Regions from separate parts of the Rattus norvegicus genome. Here region 1 is linked to region 2. A link is a contact called in public Hi-C data. All regions are on one chromosome and are shown on one strand. The core of a region is the stretch at or near the end of the contact, and the rest is flanking DNA. Distances in the headings are between cores, read along the strand shown.

What was found. A called contact is a pair of places that touch in the nucleus more often than the background predicts.
Region 1: a Hi-C map of Schwann cells shows a contact between it and region 2, with 2.6 times the contacts expected there. The contact joins two enhancer-like sites. A contact is called at or near these places in 5 of 12 Hi-C or Micro-C datasets (the A7r5 cell line, the Rat2 cell line, Schwann cells and 2 more).

The regions. Positions count from the first base shown.
Region 1 is chr1:228,882,176-228,886,226 of GRCr8, forward strand. No RefSeq gene overlaps it. Among named protein-coding and RNA genes, the nearest start is that of Cemip2, 110 kb to the left of the region's middle. Within about 2 kb of position 2,501, at least 7 of the 93 cell types and tissues checked have an H3K27ac peak or open chromatin away from gene starts, as enhancers often do. A contact at or near this core is called in Schwann cells, where this site is marked.
Region 2 is chr1:228,808,205-228,812,376 of GRCr8, forward strand. Cemip2 (cell migration inducing hyaluronidase 2) reads left to right here. Exons shown (of 22, transcript NM_001107596.1): 15 at 1,261-1,476. Among named protein-coding and RNA genes, the nearest start is that of Cemip2, 38 kb to the left of the region's middle. Within about 2 kb of position 2,792, at least 2 of the 93 cell types and tissues checked have an H3K27ac peak or open chromatin away from gene starts, as enhancers often do. A contact at or near this core is called in Schwann cells, where this site is marked.

The DNA of each region.
Region 1 (4,051 bases), core at 1,251-3,750, 74 kb after region 2:
TCTGGATGTCAGCAGGCCTCTAGGGATGCAGGCAGAGGTGTGGGTCAAGGAATGGAATGCAGAGGGGACCAGGAAGACTTGGATGCTGCAAGGTTTGCCTGGAGGGGTCACAGACAGGCAGAAAATTGGGCTAGGAGACTCACCTGGTAGTCCCTGATGGCTACGGGCTTTCATGATTGCAAGTAGAGGTGTCTCTATTTTTCTCTGTTAATAAAGGTTCTATTTTCTCTCTGATTCCTACAAATGACATCTTCGACTTTTCTCTGACGTTTAGCATTACTATGCTTATGCTCACCCAGATGATCACTTCTTTCTTATGTCAGAATAAACAGATGGCAACTGATTTAGCTTTCCCCTCCATGGTTCTCATCTTTTTTTCTTTCCATCATTTACTGTTTTACTCACTTTACTTCCCAATCGCAGGCCCTCCCTTCTCTCTTCCAAGTCTCGCCCTTCCAAATTTCTCTCCCATTATCCCTTCTTCTTTTCCTCAGAGAAGGGAAGGGAGAGGATGAGCTTAGTTCTGCTGAGGCTAGATGTTCCAGGGTGGGGTCCTCATGTTTCTTAGTCGTGTAGCAGCTAAATGGTCTCTCCACCCATCAGAAGATCTTTCTGTCTGAGCTTCTAGGAAAGCAAGCATGACTTTCCTTTCTCCCACTTCTGCCTCTAGTTCCTTCATTGAACTCTTTCTCTGACCTCTGCTTCAACACATCCGTAGATGTAGCCCTAGGTCCGCTTCTCCTACTGTTCTGATTCCACACTCTTCCTCATGTTTGATGGTTTGCTTTGGAGGTGGGAGCTGATGATAATTTTTTCTTCAAGGTTTTTGGGTGACGGTGGCATAGTGAGGCCTGAAGGTGACTTAACTGTTCTATGCGATCCCATCCATTCTTGGCCTTCATTTTTTCTGAATGTTTCTAAATCTTCTCACTGAACTCTAGCCTAAACACAGACACTTTGCTATGCTGACTTTTGAATAGATACTTCTAATGTGACATTTAAATCCGACTTGCCTGATCCTCCGTCCCACTCCCTCTCAGGAAGCTGTGCTAACTTTAACTCTATTGTTCGAATGGAACAAAACTAACCAGTCAACTGTGTGAACTAAAGGCTGGAATTTGTTCATGTTTCTGTTGTTTTCCCACCTCACCCCTCCCTTCTAGTCTGTTAGCAAATGCCATCCACTCTCACAACGCATGCCCTGTTTCCTATTTGTCTATACCCTCATTGTTTTCTTCTAGTCTCAACGTTTGGGTTGCAACTCCTTTGAGGGTTGCATACCAGATAAATATGTGCTGATTCATAACAGTAGCAAAACTACAGTTATGAAGTAGCAACAAAATAATTTTATTGTTGGGGTCACTACGACATGAGGAACTTTCTGAAAGGGTCTCAGCATTAGGAGGGTTGAGAGCCTAGTTTAAGATACCATCATCTCTTGTTGTATAGCCATCTCCTAAACAGACTTCCTACTTCAACCCTTCTGCATCATCTTTTCTCTCATTTCACTTTCTAGACAGGACTCAATTTGATTGTCTAAAAGTGTAAATCATACCATAGGCCTTTTTTCCATTCTTCTGGTGGCAAGGAACAGGTGAGTTCTATAGGCTTTAAAAATTCTGATTCTAAGCATTGAGCTATGAAACATATTTCTCTCTCATTCTTATCTTTTCTCTAAGCTTTGTTAATTCATCTTGAAACCAAAACTTAGGACTCTATAGAGTTCCCTTAATGAGACAGGAAGTAAACAGAGAAAAATGCAAAGCTTGCAGTAGGCGCCATGCCCAGCAACGGAAGTACAGAGGCTTCTGATGACGTCTTGATCTTGGGCCTGCCTGGTGGGGGTGAAGGATACTGTCATTTCCCAGGCATGGTGTGTCAGATAGGAATGTACTATCAAAGGAAATGGCCTGATACAAACAAGGATACCCAGATCAGGCGTGGATGAGACACTGTCACGATAAGTGACAAGTTACGGACACCCAGATTGATTTCCTTCCTTTGTTGTGTCCAAAGGATTCACTGTGTCCAGCTTCCTTGTGAAAAAGCATACGTCCATGCTGACCACTCCACATCCTCTTTTGCTCCCTCAGCTTTAGGTTTCATTTGTCTGAGGTCAATGATTAGCAGAAGTTCAGCTGGTTCTGACTGAGGACAACCCCTAAAACCATTTCCATACTGTATGCTCCCTATATGCAACTTCTACATTTCAGAAGGTCCTCGTACAAAGGTATTTTTTTTCTGGGATGAACATGTTTTTTACAGGCAATAAAGGTATATTTCAATTATTAGACAAATAATAACTGCTTTTGGAGGCTAAATCTAAAGTATAAAACCCAAAGGAGAAATTTGCTATAAAGAGAATAGACGAAAGAAATAAAATGGGATGTAAAGTGACCGTAAAGGTCCTGACTGAGTTTTCATTTACTGAGATGTGTCCTGGCAATGGTAGGAAATGCTGACGGAGTAGTTCCAGTTGACATTTCCTCTCAGGATGTTTCAAGGGTAGACAGTCATTCTGAGAAGAGCTTGAGGCCTGCTATTACCCATGAAACTCAACCCAAGCTTAGAAAGCACTGTGAAAGGCACACCCAGAGGTAAATGTCAGCCTCATCTTGTGGGTACCCCACCATTTACAGAGCAAGTATAGCCACATCCTAGACTAACCAAGAATTGATATTATCTAATAGCTCCCTCCTAACCCTGTGTTCAAGGATGGAGAAAATAAATAAAGAAAGAAAAGGAAATGCTATCTTATCTAAGGTCTGACTGCACATTTTTTAAAATATCCTGACTGACCAAGACGGGCCTTGGGATATGTTTTTCATTGCGCTGAAATCTAAGTCATTGTTATCTCCTGAAAGTGCAGTCTGGGCCTCACAAATGAAAGGTTAGGGCATTTATTGATAGCAGCCATTCGTAATGGCCCAACAATCACAGGAACTGTGAGAAAAGTAATCACAAAAGCACATGTACTCAGGAAAGGAACACTGTGCCCAGAACACAAGTGAACTCCCTGCTTGGTCATCTCTCTGCTTCCTGCTGTGCCTGCCTATATCTGTGGGGTCCACAGGCTGTGAACAGATGACAGCATTAACTAGGGAAGCTGGACAGTCATCTAAGGCCTCTTGAATTATAAAGGCAGAGCTCATCCATGGGATGAAAGAGGTGAGGGGAACTGTTTGCGATGCATCCACTTGTTATCTTTCAAACCCGAGACTTTCTAAGGGTTGCTGCAAGAGGCATTGTGGAAATTTCCAAGGTTCTGGGTGGAGGGTGTGAACAGATTATAAGGCTGCAAATTGCTTTGAATAAAGTAGAGATGGTCTTAGGGAAGCAGTTTCTACTACACGTAGCAAATTACATTCCAGATGTTCATGACTACAAAATTTCTGCCAGATGTCCAGGCTCATGGTGGCTGGGGATGTTTATTGTGCATGTAAACGGCTCAGTACCTGTTCCCGAGAGACCTCTCTCGTCCCTTCGCGTCCGTCCTGGCATGCTAATCATGCAGGAATGATGAAATATTTAGGCCTCACTTCATAATTAAAGGGGCTAGGAAGAATGCAAGACTGTTAATTACTTTATTCTCAGAGCCGGTTAAGGAAGTAAATGCCTATAGTGTGCCTCCTGGGATGTTTTTGGAGATTTATTAAATATATTGTTTCAAAGTCTGGGATCCATTCTTTGAAGCTAATTCAAAGTGGGGAAAAGGCTTACGATGCCACAACCCAATCCTAAGGACAAATACTAGCATTTTGCATGGTGTTTTCATTTAAAAAACAAAGTAAACCTCATCACTACCATGAACTTCATTTACTAAAGACTTGTTTACTGGAAAGTCTCAGCTTATGTAAACCAAAGGATTGCTTTTTTGTTTGTTATACACAGCACATGAAGACTGTTCTGGTAGAACAGCCTCACCGTGATGGTCTATGCTTGGACCAGGGAGTGGCACTATTAAGAGGTGTGGCCTTGATGGAGAGTAGGTGTGTCACTATGGGCATGTAATTTAAGATCCTCCTCCAGGCTGCCTGGAATCCAGTCATTT
Region 2 (4,172 bases), core at 1,542-4,041:
CATTACCCATAATCCACAGCAGTGACGTAAGAGAGACTGAGCCTCCAGCTCTCTGACTCACAGACAGCCAAAACTAGAACAAAGCTTACTGTTCTTTTTCATCACATCCACACAAAACTCGGAGTGGCTTGGTTTAAAGTAGGGCTTGTGGTGGGTTTTTCAAAAGCCATAGCCTAAGAGAATCTGTAGTGGTCTCCTCCATCCTCACTGTGGTGGGGATGCCTTGGGAACAGTTGGTGAAAGTGGGAGATAAAGCAACAATAGCACCAAGAACCCAGCGCCACTCAACTCCGAGCAACGTTATTTTCCTTTGAGGTGCTTATCGTTTAGATGTGTTGTTGATGCACAGGCGTCCCTGGTTGGCGAGCGCACAGAGTGAGTATAAGTGCTTTTGTGTGCCTCGAAAAACGTTCATGGTTTTCTCCTAACAGGAAGTAGCTAAAAGCTATAAATAGAACGCCTGCTTTCTAACTGGACCCTATGTGTTTAGTGAAGGATTTATTTCATCTTTATCTACTGTGCTAGGAATTCAAACCAGGGTCTAGCATACTCTGGCCAGAGTTCCCCCAACTGAGCGACGTCCCTGGCCTCTTAGGAAAGGCTTCGCAGTAAATGCCTGCCATGATGTTACCAAGCGGGCATGTTTTATGATCAGGGATGTGACAGCACCTGCTTTCAGCAGATTCTAGTGAGGTCACCCTGGATGATTCAGGGTGAAGTAAAATGATTATTGGTGTATTTGAATAGGTTTTTCTTTAGTTCAGCTTTAATTCGAAAACAGGGAATGCACAGAATCTTACCCATGGAGTTTATTTATTTTATTTTTTTTGAGGCAGGACTTTTCTGTATATAAGTCCTGGCCATCCTGGAATTTGGTTTCTAGACCAGGCTGGCCTGGAATTCACAGAGATCTGATGCCTGACAAGTGCTAGGATTAAAGACGTGTACCTCCACACCCAGCTATATGTGGAATTAATAATAGTTTACAAAGCAGTATGGCTGGTTTTACTTTTCTCTCCCCCCAGCTTTATCATTTAAGTGGAAAAAAAGAATAAAGATGAAGTTGTAGTTTAATGCTTCCCAGTTAGGCTTTAGAAATGTTTTTGCTCAAGCATGTCATTTTGTAGAACTCAGATCAACTGGCTACCATGGTTGACATCAATGGCGTGTGACGTCTATGCCTCATCAGGAAAGCTGTAAAAGTACCGTGGGCTCTATGGCAGGCTCCGTTGTGATGCTTCTGGTCCTCTCTGCCGCCAGGTCTCTCTGAACGTCTTCTTTGGAAAGCCTGGCCCCTGGTTTGAGGATTGTGAGCTGGATGGTGATAAGAACTCCATCTTCCACGACATTGATGGCTCTGTGACAGGATACAAGGACACCTATGTAGGAAGGATGGACAACTACCTGATCCGCCATCCAAACTGTGTCAGCGTTACTAAGTGGAATGCAGTGGTCTGCAGTGGGACCTATGCCCAGGTAGGCCCGGCAGGTGGTCCAGACCTGCAGCTCCTGGCAGTGGTGACTGCAGGGTGACTGGGGGTGTCCCAAGCAAGACTTGATAGAGATAGAGGGGAGGAAAGCAAGTGGCCCTGGAAGAGAAAAGAAGAACATTTTGTTAAAAGCTCTCTGAAACTAGTTAAGTCAAAGAAGCAAGTCAGCCGCAGGGGTATGGTTAATGTACTTTGTGATACAGTTGAGATGCTGCCAGGACAAGAGAAACCACGTTCCCTTTTCTGAGGCAAGGTCCCCCTGCAGCCCAGGCTGGCTTGGAATATGTGGTAATTCTCCTGGCTCTGTCTCCACTTCCTGTATCCTGAGACTGCAGGCAGGCACCGTAACAGATAGGTAGGTCTGGTGCTTCTTAACCCTTAGGGTTTTTCTTACTGCGTTCCAAGTGTGTCTCCTCGAGGGAATTTTCTCTTTTGTTTTCCTGGTCCTAATCTCTGTGATGTCTGACTTTGAGATAGACTATCAGTGAGTAACCGAGAAAGAATAAGGTTCCAAGGAAGGAACTGAGGTTTGGAAATAAATAGACAGGAAGGAGTCCTGGGAAACCCTAATTGTGTTATGATAGTCTGCAGAGATAGAAAGGGATAGCACAGATATATGGGGAAATACTTCTTTGAAATCATTAGGCTAGTGTATATTTTAACAGAGGAGAGGCTTACTTGGAAAGTATGCACAGTTAACAGCATAGACTCTGGAGTCAGACTGCCTGGATTCTGTTACGTGCTGAAATGTGAGTTAGGTAAATTAAAAGGTATTCTGGCCGTGCACAAGGAGGACAATGACAGGACAGGACACTTTCATGGAATACACTCAGCTTGTAGTCCGGCCGCCATTGGGGATGCTGCTGCCATTTGAAGAGCAGGGCTGAAAGCCAGAAGGCTGGTTTTAATAGTGAGATGATGGAGGACGATCTTACAGAGCCGAGGCATCAATTACCCATTTGGAGGAGGAGGGCGGGCAGACTCCTTAGCCCCATATTTAGGGCAGGAAAAGTGTGGGATTTAATGACAGATTGCTAAGCTAGGCGTGGTGGTGCATGGCTGTGATTTTAGCATTTGGGAGACCAATGCAGATAGAGCGCTACTTCATGTAACTCGGGCTACATAGTAAGACAGCATCTCAAAAAGTAAAAAAGAAAAAAAATCAGAGGGGAACAAAGAATAAAAGAAGGGGCTGATTTGAGCACAAAGAAGGGAATTGGAGGAAGAACAAGGGATACTCTTAAGTCACACTGGCTTGCGATAGCCGACACCAGATGCCTCTTTTATTGTGTGGTTTCTCCCTGCCACTGACCGAGGCTTAGCAGCCAAGTGCATGTGTTTGTGGGTTCTTGCCTCAGTGCTTCCCTGAGTACCCCAAGTTTGATGTGGTTTTCATCTTCTTAGCCTTCTGTGGCTGACATTCCTTAGAACAGAATTCCTCATTATTCTCCCGACTTTGAAATGATTGTACAAGAGTGTTACTCTAAAGTTAAGAAAAAAAGTGTCTCTGTAGAAAAAAACTTGTTCTCTGTAGACAAGGGTTGAAGAGGGATGAAGACTGGACAGCGTTTCCTGTTTATTTCATTAGTGCCTTTGTTGTGGGAATTCTCATTCCTGTGAACGGATGGGGAAAAGAACAGACACAGAGGAACAAGTCGCTGAAGGTCAAGGAGTGGATGGAGAGTTACCTACAGCAAAACAAGGAAGGAAAGAGGGGCTTTAAAAGGGGGTCCCTGAGTTTCATTTTGGAATTGCCCTGGTCCACATTAAATGTCCCCCATCAATACTTAGACTCTACAGATACTATAACATTAAAACCAGAACAAAAATAAGGAACCTTTGCTCTTTTTTAGAGTGGCTGCAGTTTTTATGAAAATTTTTTTTTGCTATCTATGTGTGTGTGTGTGTGTGTGTGTATGTTTGTATTTGTGTGTGTGTATGTGTGCATATGAATGTGTGTTTGTGCATATGTGTATGTATGTATGCATATGTGTGTGTGTATGTATGTATATGTATATGTGTGTGTGTTTGTGTGTGTGTGTGTGTGTGTGTGTGTGTGTGTGTGTGGTGCATGTGTGCTGTGCAAGCCAGGCTGACTGAAGATGATGAATGTTCACTAATGAAGATATTGTATGTCTGTAAAGTATGTGGTGTATGGTTATAATAGCTCATAATTTTCATAAGTTCTAGTTTTTAGCTAAACACTGCATGTTCTCATTCATAGCTCAGTCAACCCCTTGGCCCTTTGGATTGGTAATGCTGTTTGGGATAGGAACGTAATCATTCGATTTATTTCTATTTGTAGCTGAAGGAAGCCTTGAGTCATTTATGCTTCCTGGGAGACTAGGAGTGGGAGAACCATGGGTCAGAAATTCTTTCCTGAAGATTTGAAATTTGGGCAGAAGCCCAGATATATAGCTGTTTGCTTTTATTTAGGAGTAAGTATAGTATGCATTTGTGGCAGAAGGGGGAAGCAACAGGAGACAGAATTCCTGTTGTTTGTTTCCAGCGTGAACAAGGACGCAGAGGAGACCAGTGAATTTTTGGTAAATGTCAGTGTTCTGCATATGATTTTACTCTCCTGGAGAATGTGTTGCTGGCTATCAATTTGTTTTAGGAAATTGTTCTGAGGCTGTGTGGTGGAGGATGCCTTGGTGGAAGGCTTTAGTTTGGCCTGGACCG